Linked DNA regions of Gossypium hirsutum: region 2 is linked to region 1. Evidence: chromatin contacts called from public Hi-C data. All regions are on one chromosome and are shown on one strand. The core of a region is the stretch at or near the end of the contact, and the rest is flanking DNA. Distances in the headings are between cores, read along the strand shown. Region 1 holds the start of LOC107888904 (protein tesmin/TSO1-like CXC 2). Region 2 holds the start of LOC107888809 (L10-interacting MYB domain-containing protein-like).

Region 1 (6,137 bases), core at 2,916-5,415:
ATTAAAATATATAATTTAATTCTATCCTCAAAAAATTTTGAGGTGCCAGCTTTGTCCCGTATTTAGTGAGACAAACAAGCACCACTCGCTTAAATTTTTCTCTGCTTCTCCTCTCGCCAGATGATCTCATCTTCTCTCTTTTTTCTAAAGAGAAAATTTCTAAAAATCGATGAGTCTTTGGATCTATTTAAAAAAAATATATAAAGATGGACTCAGATTCTTTGGCAAAATACACATGAACTACCTACTCATCAAACAAAATTGTAAATCAAAATGAATCCAACTAAAACCAATATAAATAGTGGAAAATTGCAATATGAAATTTATATAAGATAAATAAAACTATTTTTAAATAAAAATATATTTTATTTGAATTAAAACCTAATTTTCAAAGAACCCTAATTTACCCAAAAATTGCCCAGAATCCAAATTTCTCAAAAATTGTCTTAGATTATCTTAGTTGCTTTGCATCTTGAAGCATTCATGAGTGAATGTTACAACAATTTATCCCTTAGCCCAATGTCTTTCACCTAAAATTTGATAAACCTTTCTCTCCAACCTTAAAGTAAGAGGAACTGAATTGGTGAAATTGGCCGCTTGCTTCACAATTGCATTCACGCCTTTGTGTTTTGGTAAGCCATGGATAAAGCTCACATTTGTATCGCCAACCAACAAGACAGGCTTTTTTATATAAATTACTTTAAAATTTTAATTAATTATGAAAATGATTTATTTTTTTATTATATACGTAAATTACTTGAAATAAACAGTAAAAGTTGGAGGAACTAAAGAGAATGACGCCACCAACATGCCACGTCAACTACTGAAATAAAAATATCAATTTCTTGGTGGCGCCAAGAAAAATGATGTCACTTATATAAATATTAGGGACATACAACTATTTCTTAATAATTTGGGGATTTAAATAAAATCTATTTTTGTTGGAGCCATTAAGTATGGAGTCACCACTTGTCAGGGATTTTTTTTTTGGTTTTTTAAATTTAAAATTTTTAAAAACTATATTTTATTTGATGGAGTCATTAATAATGGCGCCAACAGTGTATTGTACTTGTTTTTTTTTTAAATGCGTTTTTTTAATTTAAATATAAAAAAATTATATTTTATTTTGTGGAGTCATTAAGAATGATACCACCAATGTAAGTACCTGTTTTTTAAAATGTGTTTTTTTAAATTTAAATATAAAAAATAAAATTTTATTTGGTGAAGCCATTTCCTTTGGGGTGATGAAATAGTTATATATAACCCCAATGACAGATCAATTTAAGTTAAAGAATTTTTTTAAATTTTTATTTTGTTAGAGGATGACTGGGAGAAAAATGATAAGCCTTTTTTTCTATGTATTTGTGTTTTTGTTTATTTAGTAATTTTTTTAATTTGAAGGTATGTTTTGTTTAACGATAATTTGGTAGAGCTTTGACACTGGTAAATTTAATAGTTATTTTCGGATGCCAGTTATTTATTCGGCAACAAATTCAAATTGGTTATGTAAGTGTTTTAGTTAGTCGTGGTAGGACGATAACGAGTTTAAATTGATTATACAACCAATGGGTAGATTATTTGGAATTCCTGAGTCATCGGGATATTTAAAGGTTGTAAGGAATCTCAAATCGAACCGCACAAATGAGATCATCAATATTGGCAGCATCCGAGCAACAATTTAATAGCATTGAGAAACTTGCTTGTGTTGCGGTGACGGGTTCAAATGGCTCCACCCAATAAAATAATATTTTTTAAATTAAAAAACTAAAAAATTAAAACTATCATAAAACTAAAAAAAATGTTGACACAACATAAATAAAGTGGTGGCATCATTTTAATTGGAGCCACCCGACAAAATCACATTTTTAAAAAAATCTAAAAACCTCCCAAAAAAATAATACCCTTGAAACATTAAAAAAGTGGTGGAGCCATACTTAATCGGCTCCACCAAAAAATGAATTTTTCAAAGTCCTATAATTATTGAGAAATAACAGTATTTTCCTGATATTTATACAAGTGATGCCATTTTTCTTGGCACCACCAAAAATTGAATATTTTATTTTGATGGCTGACATGGTATGTTGGTGCGTCATTCTCTTTGGCTCAATCAATTTTTACTCTTCATTTCAAGTTATTTATGTATATAATTAAAGAAATAGGTTTTTTTTCATAATTAATCAAAATTTTAGGATCAACCAACAAGATAAGAAAGAGACACTGGGGAGAAAAGTGGAGATCAAGAGAATGAGGAAGAATTACCTCATAAAATTAATCACATGAAGTGGCTTTTGTAAATTATTATTAATTAGTAATAATTAAACATTGAAGTTGGAAGATGAAATTAAATTTATTAATTATTATAAATTGCTGAATAGAAAAATTAAATATATATTTTCATAGATTCGAATACGATAAAGTTGTTAATTTTATCGAAATTAGAATTGGATTAAAAAATTTATTTAATTAATAAATTAATTTAGTTAATTCAATCAATTAATTTAATTAATTAAATAGATAATATTTTAATAAATAAAAAAATAAATATTGATGTGGATAAATTATAAATGTTTGGATAAAAGTTCATATAACACATAATTGGAGTAAGGACAACAAACTTAGTATTTACTAGGGCATGCTGTTGTCTCTATACTCATAATTGAGGAAAAGTTGTATTTTCTATTAAATATTATTATTTAATCAAGTCTTATTTGAATATAACTCTTGTATGATTCTCTATAAATAGAAATTATGTGTTGAGCAATTTACAACCCTTATCATATGTCGTTATTCAATTCGAAAATGTTGGAAATTTATTTTACAAAATAAATTCTATTTTCTGAAAAAGAACGCATAGTTTTTGGTTATAGAGAAAATTAACTTTCTTACTAAAAGTTAATAAAAATTTTTATTTCATGTGATTTGTTTGATAAACTTTGAGCTCACAGTTGAGGTAGTTCGTGATTTGAGTAATAGAAAAAATCATTTGGTAGAAAGTCAAGATCGACTTTAGTCGACTTTGTACAAAGTACAAGTATATTTCGATTAAGTTTATTGTTATAAATAATACAATGAATTCTGTTTAAGAAAATTTAAAAGTTTCTACTATACCTAAAATAATTGTTTCTCTAAATTGATTGTTCTAATAGTTTTAAGCCTTTAGAACCCCATTTTATGTTTTAAACTTGTCCAAACACCTTTGGAATCATCCAAAATGATTTTAAAAATGTTCCAAAGTTTTCCATTCCTTTTAACCTCAATTTATGGATTTTATTTAATTGTTGAAAGTCATATTAAACTTATAAATAAGCAACAAGTGTTATGCATATGTCGTGGTAGCATCTCTTAACCGTGTTGGTCATTAGGTTGGGTAAGGAGTTTTACATGATAAGTGATTGCAAGCTCCTATCACGATAGGAGAATCAGTTTCAGAAAGTTTAAAGTAGTGGATGTTATCATTAAAATAATTGAATATTCATCTAACTAGAGAGAACGACAACAAATTCATCTTTAAAAACACTTGAAAAAGCAAGGCTAAAACTTGTACACAACAAGACAAAGACTTTTACCATTTTCATAAAAAATGTATGACTCATGAAACAACAAAAGCACAAAACTTAAGACATCATAGTCCAAATCTACTTGTGGAATAAATTATTATTCTAAAATATCCTCAAAATAGAGACATATTAAGAAGTAAACGAAGAGACACCATTTAAATATCCATGACCAACTCATTTTTCAAAAAAAAATGTTAGTAGTTGGTGAAGGTTTTACAACGATAAGCATCAACGTTTTTCAACTGAATAAATAAATAATAAAAAGTTGGTGTGATGGAAGAAAAGATAGGCAATAACTAATCCGGAATCCAACACCGTTACGGGATAGAACAAGGGCTAGGAAAGAAAAAAAGAAAAGTTTTGGGGGGTTTTGTTACTTTAAATATTATTGAAATCATCACTCCAAAACACACGACTTTATTAATTAAATGATAATCCAAACTTAATGGACGGGATTTCATTAGAATGGGGCCGGATCAACTGTCTAAATCCAATATATCAAAATTCCATCCCAAATTGATTACGGGCCTAACATAGGAGATGGACCGACCCAGCATCCCAAATTGAATAGGAAAATAGAATTACCATTTTGTTTTCCCGCCTTCCCGCTTCCTTAATCAAAAGTCTTATTATTATTATTATTTTTTGTTTTTTGGGTTTCACTTTCGACCAAATTCAAAGAAAGAGGCAAGGGAGCCTTTGACTGTCTCCGTAGGCTTTGAGCTCTAATCCTTGAAAAAAAGCAAAAGAGAGATGAAGATGTGGAGCCTTTGGTGAAAATGGATACACCACATAAAACCCAGATCACTCCGACTCCTACTTCTTCTCTTTCCAAATTTGAGGTTATTATTCTTTTTTCCTCTTGCAATTTAAAAAAAAAGTTTTAAGAATTTTGGTTTTTGTTAATTATGTTTGCTCACCTAGGATTTCTGGGTTTTGGGCATTTCGGCTTTCAATAATTAGATGCTGATTTGGGTTTTGCCTGTCAAGTTTAATTTGTTCTGCTTTTTTCGCTTTGAATTACTTTTGTATGTTTGTCGGAATTGTTGATGGGTTTTGTGTTCAGACTACAGCGTGAATTTGTGTGTTTCCCGTGTCATGTTTGTGTTTACAAGTGTAATGTAAATTTTTTACAAATTTTTACCCAATAATAATTATGCTCATGGGGTTATATATAAGTTTTGACATGCTTATAATTTGTCTCATTGAGATTTGACATTGGAAATGTTGGTAATTTATACAACTAGAGGTGAGCAGCAATACTTTCAAAATGTTGGGAATGTTGGTATTTCTTTAAATGATATAGAAGAGATACTTTTTTCCCTAGTTTGGTTTAGATTGCTCTATCTTTAGCTTGGTTCTTTGTTTTCTTGTGTACATGAGCATTTGCTGATCAGGTTATTGAGACTTACATGCTATGGTTTAAACATTGCTTTCTTCCTTTGCAGGATTCACCTGTCTTTAAGTACATTGATAGCCTTTCTCCTATTGAGCAAGCCAAGTCCAGTCAGACTGATAATGCTTTCAATTCATTAGCTTTTTTGTCCCCTTCATCTTTGTTTCCCTCCCCACAAATCAATTGCCATAGGGAATCCAGGTTTTCAGTTAAAAGGTAAAACTAAATTTTCTTATTGCTGTATTTAGTTCATGATTTTAAGTGTCCTGAATGATATTGGTTTCAGGCATCATTTCTCGGCAGATTTAAGCACTAGGGTCCTCCAGAGCAGTAATGAATCTAATGCAAGTCAGGAAGCTTCAAAAGCTGCTGGGCAATCTGGCTTGTACGATGAGCATCCAGGATGTCTCAGTAATGACGGTTCATCCAAAGGAATTAGCAGTGATCTGTTTGACAAGCAATCAGATTTAGCGGTTGAGTTGCCAGGAACCTCAAAATATGATTGTAGGAGTCCTGATGATAACCTGGAGGCTTGTGATGCATTACTGAAAAAAACAAGTCTGGAAGTGGTGGAACAAGAGAGATCTCCTTTCCAACGCAGTAGAGATGAATGGAAAGAGAGGCAACGGTCATTTGAAAATGAAAGAGATTTACGTAAAATACGTCGGATTAAGCCGAGCGAAGAAGCAGCAGGATGTGGCTGGGTGGCAGTTGTTTCTGATGTTGCTGATATGTTGACAGTGAATACATCTATCATTCACGAGAATAGTGATGGACAGGATCAGAGAACGGTAGACTCTGGGACAACCTCTTTTATATCAAATATCCCAGAGTTTTCGCTTGATAATGCAAATAATTTAGAAAATGCAGAATCTGGTGATCATCAAGGTTCTTGCAAACAAAATGAATTGGGAGATTCAGTAACAGATCAGACATCTTGCATCCTGTCTACTTGTCTACCGGACAAACCAGTAGTTACTGATTCAAGTTTGAAGAAGGATGATAAGGGGGAGAAATGCAGCCAGTTGAGTCGTCAGGTAAAGTGAAAAAACTGTGCAAGTACATTTTTATGGCAGACTGCAATTCGAGATATAAGATTGACACGAAGCTACATATTAGTATTTAATTCTTTCTAGAAAATGAAAAGATAATAGCATTTTTGAGCCATTTTTATGATATGCATA
Region 2 (6,054 bases), core at 2,823-5,322, 190 kb before region 1:
AACCCAGTTTTTGACTGTAGTATTCACTACCCATGACCAAATCTCAGGATCATTACATGCAACCTATTTTGTATTATTTATTTCTGATAAACTTGTCTTAAAACGCAGATTGAAAGAAAGTGGCTTTAGAATTTGACTGCATTTATGAGTCACTGGTCAACTGTCCCTCGGAGACATGACACTGACTTAGCACTAATGGGGTTTGCCTTGGTCTAAACTCTGACTTGAGGTATAAGGTAGGGAATCTGAGACAAAAGATTGAATATATCACACATTGAGTCTTGTTCCTCATGCTACAAGGTGGAAAGGTTTGTGAAAAGACACATCACCAAACATTAAATTCGTTTGCCATTTCTGTACCTTTTGCCTGCAACAAAAAAGATGAAATATGGTGCTAGATACTGTAATCAATAATTCACCATTGTCTAAGCAAAGCAACATTCTCTCTCTGGATTTCCCCCCTCTAAATGCTCCATTTGTTTCACCTACCATGAATCACTCCATTTTTCCAAAATGGGGTGGCTCAGATCCCTCCTCTTCCCCTTGAAGAAGCTCTGGTTTCGCATGCACTCTGCTCCAACAAAGAGTACTTGCTATTTTTCATTGCCTGTTCTGCTAGTGTACTGTTTCATTTTTTACTATATGCATTCTTCATTCATTCACCATTAAGGATCTTCATAACTTCTTAGCTACATTGATCTGAATCTTCACCTTCTTAAAGTATTCTTATCTGATATCTATGTTCGACATATACCTAGACATGAATACAGAATATATACACGTATTTGATACTTACACTCAAGCCATAGTAACATGACTCTCTACGGTGGTTATAACTTATAATTCTTCATGGCTGTCTCTTCTTTTTTATATGATTGAGCATATTTTTATAGTTGTTTTTTTTTCTTTTTTCTTTTTTTTTTTTGCGGGTGAATTTCAGGTAGAGGGATATATATTTTATATGAAGATGTGAAGTCATGCACAGATGAGGATGTTCATGTCCTCTGGTCCATACTGGTAGAATCTCATTCACCCCAAATTAAACCAAAACAATGAAGCATTTCAAGTTTATATGAAGCCCCTTTAGTATCAACATATCAGAAAAGAAATAAAAGCTAGTGGAAGTAAAAAAAAATTTCCATCTATTTCTCTTTGTTAGGAGCTCTGTGTTAGCTTGAAAAAAGAAAGTGGATCAAAAAACTGTAAATTAACAGGTTTTTTATAAGATTCTATGTTTGGACCTTTAATGCTTTTCCCATTGTAACCAAAAAGAGAAAACAACAGTTCTTTTTCTTTTCTTCTGCGTGTGTTCTGTTTGGTCATGACATTGAAGCCAATTGCTTAGTCTTCAAACTTATTTAACGGCATTCTTAAATTAAAAATGTGATCATTTACTAACTACTACTTTTTATATATTTCATGCACTTACAATGTATTAAATGATATCAACTCATTATAATTTTGTTAAAAATAAGTAGTTTTGATTTTAATGGGATTATATATAAATCCTTTTATAAAACCATATTTCAGCTTAGTTCAGTATCCTTCACAAAACCAAAATGAATACCCCTTAATCAACATATCAAACTCACTCATTACTGCCAATAAACATAAAAAGTGAACATACATTTAACTAATCTATCTACATCAAAATGGAGATTGTTAGCCATTTCCCACAAACCTTAAGGCAAGAAGGGTCCCACAACATAATTAAGCTAGATGAGATATCATCCAACTGTTAGGTTCCTAGCTTCATCACGATCATCATCTTGATCAAATACATTGAAATTAAGTTATAAAATGTTGGTAGTACTCACCATTGTGGTCATTTTATACCTTTAAGCAGCCTTGGAGCTCTCCTCCATCTCCATTTTAAGCCACCAAGCTCTGATATCACTTGACAATGACATAAATACCGTCCGCTTATCCTTGTCAATGAACAGCTTCGTGGCAAAAAAATACAATTGGCTCATCTTCGGAACTTCTTCCTCCATGTTATCAAGCATTCGAATTGCCTCCGGAATGTTGTATGGCTCAAAAGTTATCTTGGCTGAAGTTGCCGTACTCATACTTTCGGCTGCACTACACAATCTATCTATCTGCCTAGATAGTTTTGAAACCCTCCCAACTAGTTTTGGTACTTTCTCTTTACCCTTGTTGAGATGAGAAGAATCTGACTCTGGAGATCTCTTTTTCTGGTTCGGTGGCTCTGACTGGTGCTCGGATTCGGAGTGAGCCTGAGGATTCTGTTCCATGCAATGGTTATCCATCTCATTGAAATGTTCACCCATTGCCTTTTTCGACATTTGAATATCTTCTACAGCGACAACCTCCTCAACCTCTACTTTAGGCGGTTCATCATCATCAGTTCCATCAATCGACGGTAGACCAAATGTGGGTGTGAAAGTTACGTCGTCATTGATACCCTGAAACATCCAATCTAATTTGTTTTCTAATTCTGGATCAATACCACCATTTTTGAACTTTGTAGCCTCAGGCATTAGCTGCACATTTATACATGAGTGTTATTGATCTTATATACGAGAAAATAGAAAAAAGGATTAATAAAATCTTCGTTATGAAAATCAATCATGTACCTTTAACTTTTTTTCCCACCATGCCTCTGAAGTATCGATATTGTTCTTATTAGGATCCCAACCCAAACAGGTATCATTCCCTTTGAGCTGTTTCCATAGCTTCCATTCTTTTTTCAGTAGATCCCATCGATTCTTCAGCTGCGACTTTTCATATTCTTTACCAGTTTCTTTGTTAAAATTCGCAACCAACCTCGACCACCCTTCCTTTTTAAAGTAAGTTCCTCGCCTACAATTATGATCTTTTTCCTTTATGCAAAGATCACAGAATATCATCGTTAAGTTCCTGTCCCATACTGCCTTGATTTTTTCATTACTCCTACCTCGAGGAACCTCTACCGTAAGAATTCGAGCATTCTTCATCTATAACAAAGTTTTTCAAAATTAAAAGAGAAAAAGAATCATACAAACAAGCCAGTTATAGAAACACAAAAGAAATAGAAAAAAAAAATCATCTATTAAGAACTTAAGATCATCAAAGTATAAGCCATTTCCGTTTCCGAACAAAAATATACTTTAATCAGAGAATCACAGTTCAACCAACCAAACATATCCGATAGTGACCAAGCCAATAAGATTCCAGATTCGTTTATATACAGCCACATACTCACAGTAGCATCAATCGCTCACATTCGCATGCAAAAGTTGTAGGTTTGCAGATACACATATGGTTCCCAATACTAGGTGCATCCATGTCCTCGAATCAAAGAGTTGAACTTGGTTCAATACTCTTACAAAATAGTAACACTCCTCTATACATACATACATACATACATACATACATACATACATACATACATACATTAACAGACCCAGAGGCATTTACTTACATACAAAAGACACGTTTATGCATAAATAAATACACTAATTCGTACATGAAGACATAAAAAAGGCACATTCATACATAAATATACTCTCATTCTTACATACATGCTGAAACACAGATAGACACGCAACAAGGGAAAAAAAAACAAGTGAATATAATAGTCACTTTTGAAACCCTAAAATAATACATTAATAATTAGATAAATAAAATAATTAGCTCTTCATTGTTCAAGCCATGAAAAAATAACACGGAAACAAACAAACTCATTGGAGGAAAATTGCAGAGCAACACAACATAACCAAAATCCATTAATCAAAAAGCATTAAAATAAAAAACCCAGAAATGAAAAACACAAAAGAATCTATTTTTATCATCACGGACGAAATTTAAACCCCAAATTGGTGGGTTGATAAAGAAGAAACAAACGAAAAGAAAAATGGTACCTTGGGTCAAAATGAGGATGAAAAATCTATGGTTTAATGCATGAAATAAAGGGAAGAGAATTGAGATTTTTGTTGGAGAGAAAGTGATGAATCTGGGAAAGAGAACTTTGTTGCGGTTGCCCAAACGCGTGCGTTGATGGACGTTTTGGTCCCAAACGCGGTCACGAGATGGAATTGCGAATTTCGTTTGGGATTGCGTTTGAACGCAATGCCCGATTATGCCACGTGGAGCTGTTAACGTCTTGTTTGGCAGAAAATTGAGAAAAAAAAGAAAGGAAATTGGTTTTTTACGTATAATATCATATTTACTCTTCTATGTTTACATCTTTTATCCATTGGCTTTTTTCTTTTTAAACTAAATTTCACCCTTAATCTCTTAAAAAAATCATTTTACCTTTGAAAAGTGTTGAATTGCTGTTTCTTAATAAAAAATTGACTAAAATGTTATTTTTTTTAAATGACAGCTCACATGTAAATCCACATATAATTCAAGTTAATTTTTACGAATTTTTGTATTTTTTAAAATATTTTTATAATTTTTAAATTATTTGTTAACATGGTATATAAAATAATATGACATGAAGTACATATGGATTGCCATGCCAACATAGTTAAAATTTTAATATTTTAGTTATCATTTCTATTTCAAAAAATGATTTAACCTTTTTTGAAGGTTTAATTGTCAAATTTAGCTAAAAGAAAGAATGAAGGTCAAATTAACAAAATATGTAAACTTTAAGGTCTAAATTTAATGTTATATCTTTTTTTACTTAAACACCATAATTTTTTTTTCTAAAATAGAAATGTTTTAAGATTATGTAAGATAGTGTTTGGAAAGCTACCTGATAATTGGATTTTGGTGTAATTGCTTGTAATTACACGATGATGACATGTTTGGGTAACTATTATAATTGATGGGCCCCATCGAATTGAATGTAATTGGAGTACTCTAATTACACTTTTCAATTCTTAAGGGGAGAGTAAGAATTGGAGTAATTACTACACTCAAAGTGTTGTAAATCCATTAATAAATGGATGTCCATAACCCCTTCAAATTTATCCTATTGTAACCTCTAAAGAATGTGTCACATCTCAAAAACCATGTTTGAAGAAATTGGGTTAGTAAGACCAAGAGTGGTCACATCATGTTTTTGAGTAAAGGTTGTGGGAATTATGACAAGTGAAGTGATCTAGTTCATTGATTAAGGGTCTGTTTGATTGGCAGTAAAATATTTTCCGTAAAATGATTTCTGGAAAATGTTTTACTTTTCTGTAAAATGACTTACAGGAAAATATTTTCTGGTGTTTGATTGAATCTGTGTAAAATATTTTCTGCTGTTTGACAGATTTCTTGAAAATATTTTCCGGAAAAGTTGTTTTTTACATATATTAATATATATTAATAAATTTTTATATTTTAAATTGTTTTTACATATATTGCAATGATTTATTTATAATAATACTCAATAATAAGCTACAATATTGATCGTTATAAATTGGAAAAATATTATCCACAATGAGTACTAGTAAGAATATTGAATAATTATAAATTGCTTCGAAACCATAATGAGTACTAGAAATAATATTATCCAAATACATAATTAGTAGTACACCACATAGTAACAACATTGTCGAAGTGCATAATATTACACCACATAAAAGTATCAATATCTTCAACCCTGAGAAAATTTTTGAAGCCAAATTTTTCTATGCTTCTTACTTTTAACTAAAAACATTTTGGCCTCTGATTCATGACTCCCTAGATAATCACACACAGAACACAAGAAGTCATCATCAAATCCTTCTTCCTCCATCGACATCACAAGAAGCATGAACTCCACTCCAAATGCTGCCTTACTACTACTTTTACCATTTATTATTTCAAGCAGAAGCACCCCAAATGTAACAGCCCAATTTTCAGTAGTGTCAGAACAGTGATTTGAGATCACTAAATTCGATGAAGAAGTTAGAAATATTTTTGAATTAGTGAATTTTGTGATTTAAAAGAAATTATTAGGTAAATTGGGTCGAAAACGAGGTATCGAGACCTCGATATTATAAACTGAGCCGTAAATATTTTTATAAATATTTACGGAGTGTCAATAGGATAATATTAAAGTTTCGTTAAGAAATTTTAATGTTTCGATAGTTAATTATGAAAAAGGATTAAATTGCAATAGGGATAAAAGTT

Evidence for each region. A called contact is a pair of places that touch in the nucleus more often than the background predicts.
Region 2: a contact with region 1 is called in a Hi-C map of leaf, with 5 times the contacts expected there. The contact joins the promoter of LOC107888809 here to the promoter of LOC107888904 in region 1. A contact is called at or near these places in 10 of 34 Hi-C or Micro-C datasets (anther, callus, hypocotyl and 1 more).

The regions. Positions count from the first base shown.
Region 1 is chrA11:109,049,682-109,055,818 of Gossypium_hirsutum_v2.1, reverse strand. It overlaps LOC107888904 (protein tesmin/TSO1-like CXC 2), which reads left to right and starts at 4,165. Exons shown (of 11, transcript XM_016813175.2): 1 at 4,165-4,399; 2 at 5,006-5,169; 3 at 5,240-5,990. The coding sequence starts at 4,337.
Region 2 is chrA11:109,239,323-109,245,376 of Gossypium_hirsutum_v2.1, reverse strand. LOC107888809 (L10-interacting MYB domain-containing protein-like) reads right to left here and starts at 4,072. Exons shown (of 3, transcript XM_016813042.2): 1 at 3,864-4,072; 2 at 2,598-2,957; 3 at 1,581-2,504. The coding sequence starts at 2,957. The coding sequence ends at 1,839. It overlaps LOC107888819 (a long non-coding RNA gene), which reads left to right and starts at 484. Exons shown (of 2, transcript XR_005905017.1): 1 at 484-620; 2 at 941-1,045.